2 separate regions of the Zea mays genome follow, and region 2 is linked to region 1. Evidence: chromatin contacts called from public Hi-C data. All regions are on one chromosome and are shown on one strand. Each heading gives the region's core, a stretch centred on a gene start, on an enhancer-like site or on the middle of the called end of the contact. The rest is flanking DNA. Distances are from core to core; before and after follow the strand shown. Region 1 holds the start of LOC100273233 (putative regulator of chromosome condensation (RCC1) family protein). Region 2 holds the start of LOC100193919 (Tetrachloro-P-hydroquinone reductive dehalogenase).

What was found. A called contact is a pair of places that touch in the nucleus more often than the background predicts.
Region 2: a contact with region 1 is called in a Hi-C map of tassel, with 4 times the contacts expected there. The contact joins the promoter of LOC100193919 here to the promoter of LOC100273233 in region 1. A contact is called at or near these places in 4 of 25 Hi-C or Micro-C datasets (bundle sheath, ear, leaf and 1 more).

What each region holds. Positions count from the first base shown.
Region 1 is chr2:51,019,514-51,024,716 of Zm-B73-REFERENCE-NAM-5.0, forward strand. LOC100273233 (putative regulator of chromosome condensation (RCC1) family protein) reads right to left here and starts at 3,686. Exons shown (of 11, transcript NM_001147675.1): 1 at 3,400-3,686; 2 at 2,944-3,277; 3 at 2,617-2,698; 4 at 2,103-2,258; 5 at 907-1,080; 6 at 479-550; 7 at 50-121. The coding sequence starts at 3,487.
Region 2 is chr2:51,247,899-51,253,655 of Zm-B73-REFERENCE-NAM-5.0, forward strand. It overlaps LOC100193919 (Tetrachloro-P-hydroquinone reductive dehalogenase), which reads left to right and starts at 4,353. Exons shown (of 3, transcript NM_001138991.1): 1 at 4,353-4,615; 2 at 5,159-5,369; 3 at 5,465-5,757. The coding sequence starts at 5,161.

The DNA of each region.
Region 1 (5,203 bases), core at 2,436-4,935:
AAAAAGTCGGCATTACGCGCTAGCCCTCCCATATATAAGCACGCCATACCTGATCCTCTGGAAAACTGACTTGTCCGGGGGAGCTGTGGTCGTCGTTGTTGCCGACTCCGACTTGTCCGAACTGGAGGATCAGAATAGGAGAAGCGTTCAGTGTTAAAAAAACCCGCATGGGAAAACAGAATACAGTAGAGATGGAACGCAAGCAAAGCTCTGCATAGCCATGTGCCTAGATTGTACGTAGTTTGAAGTTGTGCCAAGATGTGTCCTTCTTCTGGAGAAGAATGGTGATTTTGCAAGTAAGCAATAGTGTTCGTAGTCGTAGGAACAAGAACAGTGTTCGTCTGAACTCAAGTTTACCTTTTTTTTATTTATCGATAAAAAGTAGTACATTGATAGAATTTTGCATGTGCGGTTTGAATTAGACACCAATAATTGGGTACCAAAGCAAGTAGAGGCACACAGAGATGATGATAACGACCTTGTTCCATCCCCATCCGTAAAGCTTTCCCTCTGATGTAAGTGCCATCGTATGCCTCCAGCCGCCTGAAATCTAAATCACAAGAGCTTGCGTATGTAAACCTTCTGTTCCAAGGCTCAAATAGTCAGATAGTAATAAAGACCTGAGGACACGCTGATTTATTCTGACAGGGACATTTTGTCTGGGACTCTCGGCTAAGTAGCATAAGATATATTCCCATTTGTTTGGGGGTTTCCCTAAACTTTTAATGTTAACTTCACTACATATACCAATATGTAAAAAAAAAGATTCTTCAAGCCACCAGTATAAGGTATGTCTATGTCAACCTGTGCATGGAAGTATGGAACCATCATCTTTCTAAATCCTAGCAAAGCGAAAATGAAGTTCTTGAAACCATGTCACGGAATGTTTGTACAAGGTATATTTACCTGGGATATAGTGCTATCTTTCAAAGCTTCTACTTTATGTGGAACTAAATGATCTTCAAAATCACCATGCCCTAGCTGACCATATTTGCTCCAACCATAAGTGTACAGATTACCAGAGTCAGAAACCGTAATTGTATGGCGCCATCCACATGCCACAAGCACCATCTTCTCACCCTACAGAAGGGCAACGTTAGAGTTCAGAAACTTGGAAGTTGGAACAACAGAACAAAGAGTAAAAAAAAGACTATCTATGGGAAGAGGACCTAAATGGCCACATCTTTGTGACAGTTCCGTTAACTTATTTAAAGTGTAAGTAAGATAAAGCTGCAGGGAATACTGAATCTTATTTGACATCTCATTGTTGTTGAGTTATTATTAATGATTAGGGTAAGGAGTGCCCTTTTCACCTACAACTGAACCATAAATCAAATATTTAGACTCTGGTCCGTGCTTGGATGATGGCAGACCAGTGCTAGTGCTTTGCTTTATCAGGATTGGAAAAGGTAAAATGGATGCACTCCATGCTTATGATTTCGAAGAAAATCACCAGCATAAGTTTAGACAAGAACAGAGAGTTCTTCAATCAGCTGAAAGAATTTTATGCATTTGATGGTTTCTATCAGGGCAAAAAGGACTCACCCCTGACACTGTTTTTAACCGAGGGATGTTTCAAGACGACAACATCCAGCGTGATTTTGACTCCCTGCTTTTGCTTGTCAGGTGGATGGTCTGGAAAGAAAGGAACACCTGACTGTTGTTTGGCGGCTCAAGCACCACGCCTACAGAACTAAACACAGCTGATGGTTCTCTTATGAGTACACCTGACTGTTGCTTAGAGCTAGGGTCCTTTTCAGAAAGGTCACAAATGTGCTATGTGTAACATAAATTGCTGTAAACACTGATGTGCGCCCTTAACTCGGTAATCCGGTGATTAGCATTTTGACTTCTGAGGCTTGTACTTCACTCAACTTCTTAATGAAAAACATGTCACAGCAGTAAGTCACAGCTAAACATATGCCCAGCTGACATGTCTCAGAAACCAAGTGAGGAATAAGGAGCTCATTCAGTTTTTGTAATATGTGATTGATTTTCATGCAGTATCAAGTGATGTAGGTGTTAGTAGACTTTCAGATACTTGGATCTGTTGATTCTAAACTGGAAAAAAAAGACAGGCCGGGCCAAATTAGATAATTTACCTCCACAGAAGATACTTTTTCAGGAAGCAAACGGTCATTACGGTCACCAAGACCTAAGTTTCCATATCGACCCCAACCCCATCCGTAGAGGTCACCGTCTTCAGTTACTGCAGCAGTATGTTCGGCACCGGCAGCAATCATTTTCACGCAAACACTCTACAAACGTAGGACCATTAGCACAGGACATTGAACAAACAGTGACAGTTCTGTTCCAGAAGAAACAAGGTGGTATGGGTGACTGGCCAACGTTCACATCACCATTACTGAGGAACATAATGACAGCACATACATGGTATATCTCATGAGTATAGTAGTTTAGCTAATAGAGTGTTGTGAACCAAATCATAGTTATTAAGATGCGCATCAAAAACTTTGACTTGCTACTCATGATTTACAATTTTACATACATGTTTTATGCATAGCATGTTTGCCCTAGTGCAAAATGGTAGTCCTAAAACTTCCCTATCATGATCCAGATCACTCTGTATGAAGATTTCGTTATCCCCTTTGTTACCTCAAAAGCCTGAATCTTTTGTGGGAGCAGCGAGTCTTCAGTGGTTCCAAGGCCTAGCTGTCCGTTTTGGTTACGGCCCCAACTACGATACGAATAAAGGAAGGGATAAGGCTTAGTATATACTCCCAACAAGTTATGCGGAAAACTCAAGAAGACCGACAGAACACAATGATGTGAAACTTGATAGCACTGCTTATAAAAAAATCATGAATAGGCTTAGGGAGTGTTTGTGTTAGTTCAAAATTTGTTGGATTATATAATCTGGATAGATTATAATCCCAAACAAACACTTTAGTATATACTCCCAACAAGTTATAACATGCTCACCTCTGCACTTCTCCGGCCATGGTGACGGCAAGACAATGGCTGTCCCCGCAGGCAATCTGTTTGATCTTGAGCCCCTGCAGCGCCTTGACAGGCTGGGGCGTGAAGACGTCGCTGGAGTTGCCGTGCCCCAGCCTCCCAAAGTCTCCCCAGCCCCAGCTGTAGACCTGCAGCTCGTCCTCGGAGTAGGCGGTGGTGTGGTCGGCGCCGCAGATGACGGACGTGATCGCGGGCGCGTCGAAGCCGCTAAGCACCGTGGGCACGAGCCGGTCCTCCGCGTCGCCGTGGCCGAGCTGCCCGTCCTCGCCCCTGCCCCACGAGCACAGGACATTGCCCGCTGGCAAGCAGACACACAAAAGAAAAGCAAGGGGGGGCGGCCACTTGTCAGCGAAAAGCGCAAGCAAGCAACAAGTGACGGTCGTGCTCGACGGAATGCCTAGTCTAGGCGGCATGGCTTACTGAGGAGCGCGACGGAGTGGCTGGCGCCGGCAGAGACGAGCACGACAGTCTGCGGCGGCGAGTCGGGGGCGGCCATGACCGAGTCCATCTCTTCGACCAGGCGGCGGGCCGCGGCGTCCAGGCTAGTCCAGTGACCACCGCGAGGAACGGGAGCTAGCACCGGGGCGCTGGCGGCAGCCAATCCAGCAATCGCGGCGGCGAGCGGGGAGCGGAGGCGGAGTGGGGTGCGCGACCGGGACGCGGGATTTTAAGCAGGGGGTGGGGGGAGGGGTGGAGACCGGCGGGCGCGGCGGCCGCGATGGGATGGGATGGGCGACCTGCCGTATTAATGGCTAGCGTACAAGCCCCACCGGCCCACCCTCACCACCATGTGACGAGACGGCGAGACGCACGCGAATGCCGCCCCGCCCGCGCCGTGCGCCGCTGTGCCTGTGCGCTAGCAAAGGCACTGGCGCTCGCCCGAGCCAGTGGGTTAAGCTCGCTGATTAGCACGTCATTAAGGAGGAGCGGGGAGAGGTGGACGACGACGACGTCGACGGCGGCCAGAGTGCTCCCCTTACTCGCGGGGCCGCGTCTCTGCGGGGCCTGCTGTCATTGTGTAGGTGGCGGGACGGGTCCGGGCGTCTGGAGGGGCGGCAGGAGGAGCGCAGCAGGGCCACTCGTTTTGCTCCCGGAGCGAAGAGACCAGAGCGCGCAACGTCGCCTTCACCAACTTATCTGAGTTTTTAATTCAGCTCGGCCCGGCTCGTCTCTCCGGGCTCCGGCCGCTTTCGTTTCTCCGGAGAAAACGGCTCGGAATCGCACCGGTTTTTCGGTTGCAGGACCAGGGATTTGAGGCAGAGCCCAGAGCTCTGTGGTGCTAGTGATATACTCGCTACAAAGGCAAAGGCAAAGGCAGGCAGGAGCAGGACCTGGATCTCTCCACCTCATTATGGACCGGCGATGTGTTGTTTGTTGATCAATTTGTTCCATTTGCATGGTATCGTATCGCTCGCTGGAAATAAAAACGATGGACCGAGTTGTGCAAGTGGACGTACTGGCGCTACTGCCAGAGGTCCATTCCATTACGCCCGACCCGTGGTCCTTGCCTCCCGTTTTTTCCAACTCCAATTCCGTGCTTGCTAGTCAAGACATATGACTTTTCAACAATTTAGCAAGTCCTGTATTTAGATAGAAAAAAACAATTAGACAAGTCTGTCACAGGTTCACGGGAGCAGGAGTGTAGACCGTAGAGTGAACCAAACCACGGTGCCATTAGACTATCTCCAACACCTTACTCATATCCATATATATATATTCATATTTAAACCCGACTCTAAAAATATTGCAGGTTATAGTGTTTATGGGTAAACTTTAGGATAAAGTGCTGGAGTCGGCCTAATGGTATATTGCAAGTGGTACACATAGACAGGGGGTTTAGATTTGAGAGATGGTCCAAAAAGGAAGTGGATTATAGAGTTAGAAAGAAGATTAAGTCTATAATTGATAATACTCCTTCCGTTTTTTATTTATCATGTTTTAGTTAAAAATGTACTAGAGGGCGACAAATATTCAAGAACGGAGGTGGTACCATATAAAGGCAACGTATATATAATGGCAAGGGAAAGATAAGTTCACAAAGATCGTTCAAGTGATATATTTTAGTATCATATGATCTTGCTCTTGCTATGTGTAACACCCTGAATTTAGGGGTATAATTTTCAACAATTTGACTTTTCAACAATTTGGCAAGTCCTGTATTTAGATAGAAAAAACAATTAGACAAGTCTGTCACAGGTTCACGGGAGCAGGAATGTAGACCGTA
Region 2 (5,757 bases), core at 3,103-5,602, 230 kb after region 1:
TGAAGATGCATGAAGGCTCTTAAAAGATGAACACATAATAGACCTGAAAACATGAAAACAAACCATTATTTCAAAGATATACATTAATTTGTACTACAATCATCAAATTCTCTAGTATGCAAATTTTTTATGCTAACCAACATAATACGTACAAACCTGTATGTTCCCACTGTTTGCACTCGCATGTATACTCCCCAGCTTCTATTTCTGCTGTTATCTTGAATTGATGTTGTCCCCACACAATTTTATTAGACCGTTTTGTATGTTGTACGATCCATTCATTATCACATCCGTCTGGGTCCTTTAATATTTTGTATGCAGTGGCGTATTTCATTGATTCCTCAAATCTATTCATAACAACTCTGGTGTATGCTCTAGAGACTCTCACTTCGAACCTATATAATGTATCTGTTGTCCTTGGTGCCTATAACACATTATTATCATAATTAAACAAATTATTTACATAAATGTATGCAAACCGTTATTGCTAACAAGCACGACATACCTTGCTCACCAATGCCTCCTTTGATTCTTTCATTTTCCTGCTGTGAAACATTTTCATCATTTATTTAGTGAACTCATGCAGTGGGGTGTTTGCATCTACATGTGATTGCTTCACTAATCTGTTCATGCTCTCACTTCGTTGTGTAGATACCATTACCCCACAGAAGTCATTTTTAAAAAATGCAGGTATCCATTCTTTTCTTATTTCATATAATTTGCGTAGAGTCATATCTTCATGAAGATTGAACTCCTCTAGCATCATTTCCCAGGCACATTCAAACTCATGAGGAGTTAATGGATGATGTATAATAGACTGGAATGTTGTTTTAAAATCCTTAACAACAAACCTGGCATATATCTCATTTAGGAATGGCATAAATCTGTTATGTACATGCCATAAGCACAGTCTGTGAACTGTTTTTGGAAATACAGTTCTCAGAGCAATTGGCATTGCAGGATCTTGATCTGCAATTGCTCACAGATTATTCAGTTATTTTCACAATAAATTAATTCACTGTTTTGCATAACAAATTTATATATCACATACCTGTAAGCATAACTCTTGGACCCTCGCATCCCATACATGTTTTGAATGAATTGAAAGCCCATTCAAAAGTATGTACAGTTTCATCTCCCAACAAAACAAATCCAAACACTGTACACTGCAGATGGTTGTTAGCTCCAACAAACATGCCCAGTGGTTTATCATATATATTTGTCTTGTGTGTTGTATCAAATGTCACAGCATCACCATAATCTGCGTATTCCCCCTGCATACTTGCGTGTGACCAAAAAATACTAACTATTTTCCCATCATCGTCTAGCTGGAAATCACAAAAAAATTGTGGATTCTGTTTCTTGCATTCTCTAAAGAAAGCCAAAAGTTTGGCTACATCATTTGAGCAATTTTCTCTTCTCCTGGCTGCCCTCCTACATTTGTTTGCACAAAAAATTATTACACACACATTTACTATAGTAATATTCATGGCTATTGATATATACACATGTAACAAAAAAGTATTGCTTACATGTTTTTCAGATCTTGAGCAGTTACCGGTACGTTCTCCGGCCCATCATGCATTTCTGATATAAAATCAACTATGCAATGCTGCGGCACTCGGCTATCATGCATTGCATCTACAAAATTTATGAATTCAGCATCCCTAATTTTGTTGCACGTAAATGTTGTTTCTCTGCTTCGTCAGTTATGAACTCATGGTTATGCTCCAAGTTTACCAGTTCAATTTTTGTAGCTACAACCATTTTGTTTTCATCATCATATATTTTTTTTAATTTTATTCCAGCTTTGCATTGCGTACGCCCCGATGATCTATTCCTCATCCTAGGTGTATCATTTGATTTTGCTGCACTTTTACCTTCACGTGAACAATTTATCCACTTACTGAATGTCTTCTCTCTGTATTTCTTCAGTGGAAATCCAACTTCATATGCATACCTTTTATAGAATTTATATGCATCATCAACACTCTTGAAAGTCATCCCTACCGTTGGCACTATAGTTGGATCAATGTTTTTTGCCTGCTATTTCATTGTCATTGTTGTTTGTACCATGGAATATATTCACAACAATATAATCAATCAATAATCAAATACAGCGATTGGACTTACATGTGAACGCAGTATCTGTGGCGTATCCATCTCCCTGGAGCTAATATTGGACATAGGAGGTCGAACCCTTTGTTCTCCTTCTCCTATGCTCATCTCGGCGATCTCAGGACCCATTAGAGCAGGAGGTGGTGTCACCAGTGAGTTACCACCAACTCCTCCCTCTGTCTCTGGATCAAGACGAACGCCATCTCCTTCCATCACCGGCGACCCTCCAGAGCCGGCCATCTCCAACTCCGATTAGTTATGCAGGCTTAGTGGTCTTTTTTCGAATGAAAGTAAATCTCGGATACTATAAAAGTAACCGCATCCACGTTTACAGGGTCTCCCCATTATTTTCGAAACCGTCCCGATATTATGGCGACGTCTTTGTCAAACTAAAATTCATAATATAAAATTTACGCACAATGACACAACGTTTTACGCCAATCGGTATATACTGTTTATGCATCTATTATGCCGTTTCGGTTTTATGCCATATCTTTCAACATCTTATGCTTCATTTTTTTTACCTTCCGCACATTACTTATCATGCAAGATCCATAATTTACGCGCCCACGTATCACAGTAATCACGTTTGCATGTGGAATCTATTCCCTTTAATTCCGCGCAATTCCCTTACCATTCAAACAACCGCGTCACGGCGCCGTCTGTCCTGCATGCCGCCTCTCAGCCCCACGTTAAAACACAGGCGCGCATGTTCCATCGACCAGACCTCGGGAACCGACCTGGGCTTCCTTTAATATCCGAAGCCTAGGGCTCTCGTTATACTTGCCCTATATATATATATATATATATATATATATATATATATATATATATATATATATATATATATATATATATATATATATATATATATATATATATATATATATATATATATATATATATATATATATATATATATATATATATATATATATATATATATATATACACGGCGGCACTAAAATGCACCTGGGTGCATTCTCTATATTGAATGCACCCAGGGTGCAATAACACTCCGAGCACGCCTCCCCATAAGAGCACGCCCTTGGCCCTTCTGTACGCGCGCCTTCCTGCCTCCCGCCGTGAGTATCCTCTAATTGAAAACTTGAGTCTCTGTTTTTACTCCTTGATTACCATTGCATGCTGTGTTGTTACTCCAGTTGCAACGTTTGTTGCCTGTTGATTGCAACTATGGGTATCCACTAATTGCAAACTCATGATTGCGTGTTATTCTGTAGGATGCAAACATACTTGATGTGTTTGTCCCCAGGGTGCGGCAAACATTTGATACAAGGGAAGAAGCCTACCTCTTTTACCTTGACTATGCAAAGTTGGCTGGTTTTAGTGTCAGGACAAAGAGGTGTAATTGCAACTGCTGGTGTGGTGTGATTGCAACCCCGCATTAGGTGTGATTGCAACTGCTGTATAATTCTACCCAAATATCCGTTAAAAATGTAAACAAAATGATTGCAACTGCTGGTGTGTTGTAATTGCAACTACTTGTGTGGTGTGATTGCAACTGCTGAGTTGCTCTGATGTGATTGCAAGTACTGAATAACTCTGGGAAATTTTGTTAAAAAATATGATTGCAACTGTTGGTCTAGTATAATTGCAACTGTTGGTCTGGTGTGATTGCAACTTCTATATAACTAGATGCAACTGCTGGTCTGGTTCGAAAATTGTAGCATTCTGTCGGGAGCGTGCGGGAGGGACGAAGACGAAGCGTCGGTTCGGCCTGGGTGGGGCGGTTGGCTCGGACCAGGTGCTCCTGGCGCGTAGGTTCGGCCTGGGTGCATTCTCTATATTGAATGCACCCAGGTGTAATATATAAATACAGTGTATATATATATATATATAAGTTTTATATTTTTATTGAATATAGATCTGAAACCCGATAAAAACTGAAAACGAATTTAAATACATTTATTTAGTACATACTCTCTCCGTTTCGTTTTAGTTGTCGCTGAATAGTGCAAAATTAAATTATTCAGCGACAACTAAAAAGAAACGGTGCGAGTACATTAGAAATAAATATGAATATAGATATCTATATTACAAGTTTTTACAAATTCTGCCTCGCTGGCCACGCTGCGGAAGGAAAAAAAACGCGAACCCGGGCGAGCCGTGGTCGGCGGCGAGTTCCCTTTCCCGGGGGCCCGCAGCGAGGTGTCTTGGATAGCCCAACCTCTCCCCAGGTCACCGACCAGGCAGGGAGGTGTCGTTGCGATTGCGAGGACGCACGCAAAATGGAAGAAGCTTTTGCATCGACCCAGGCCGTGAAAAGGTGCCAGTGAGGACGAATCCAACCACACGCCCCCACTCGCTTGAAACTGCCGCAGAGCCCCGCAAAGGCAACGACTGAAACTGCTCCGGCGACTACGAGCGCACCTAAACCCCGCCTGCGTCTCGTCGCCGAGAAGAATCTTCGCCTTCGCGAAGCCTCTCCATCTCCCCTCTCCGCCGCCGCCGCCGCTTCCTCGCCGGGACTCGGGAGGTACGCTCTTCAGGTCCTGTATCCGGTTGTGTGTGGCGTTGCGCGATTGCGGTAGTTCGGTTGTCCTGTAGCTGTAGTGCTATAAGACCAATTGCGAGATCAGAGAAGTGCGGTTTTCTTCCCCTTTTCACCTCTCCTTGTAGCCAGTACACAGAGGGATTGTTCCCCCCTTGATTCTCATAATAATTCATGGCTGTTATAGTAGGGCTCGCCAGCTTTGCAATCTAAAGCCGGTGCCAATTAACGATTGCTACTATTTTTTTTCATTAGGACTGACACAAACAGATGTACTTGTGCCTGGGTACCCATCTTACCATTCCACAAATAAACTGTGGATAAAAATATACAGAGCAAACGAACAAACTTCCTGTTTATTTTGTTGTTATTTTTATTGCAATATATATTTCGATCCCAGACAGTAATTGACTCTGATGAGTTGCAAGTTTCTCCATAATATTCGAGGATCTGGACAGGAAAAGTATGATTGTCACGAGGAATTGATACTAAGTTACTAACCGCATCTTTATTTTGCTGCTAATACAGCAATGCAGCTGTACCACCACCCCTATTCGCTGGACAGCCAGAAGGTACGGATGGCGCTGGAAGAGAAGGGCATTGACTACACATCTTATCACGTCAATCCACTCACCGGCAAAAACATGAATGTGGACTTCTTTCGCATGAACCCTTCCGCGAAGCTCCCTGTCTTCCAGAATGGAGCGCATGTCATCTATCGCGCTATCGATATTATTCAGTACGCCCCTTCTTTTTTATGTATTGGAAATATCTGAAACTTGGCATTCTTCTATTGTTGTTGCTAATGTTTATATGCACTTTGCATTGTCATAGGTACATAGACAGACTTGCAGTGCATTTAAGTGGTGAAATCCCCCCTGTGAACACTGAGGTCCACCAATGGATGCAGAAAGTTGATGCTTGGAACCCTGAGATGTTCACCCTCACGCACACCCCGGCCAAGCACCGTGCGTTTGTCTCCAAGTTCATAAGGCGGGTGCTGATTGCTCGCATGGCTCAAGCCCCTGATTTAGCCAGCATGTATCATGTCAAGCTCCGTGAGGCTTACGAGACGGATGATAAAGTGAAGGACCCTGACATCATGAAGCAAAGCGAGGAAGAACTAA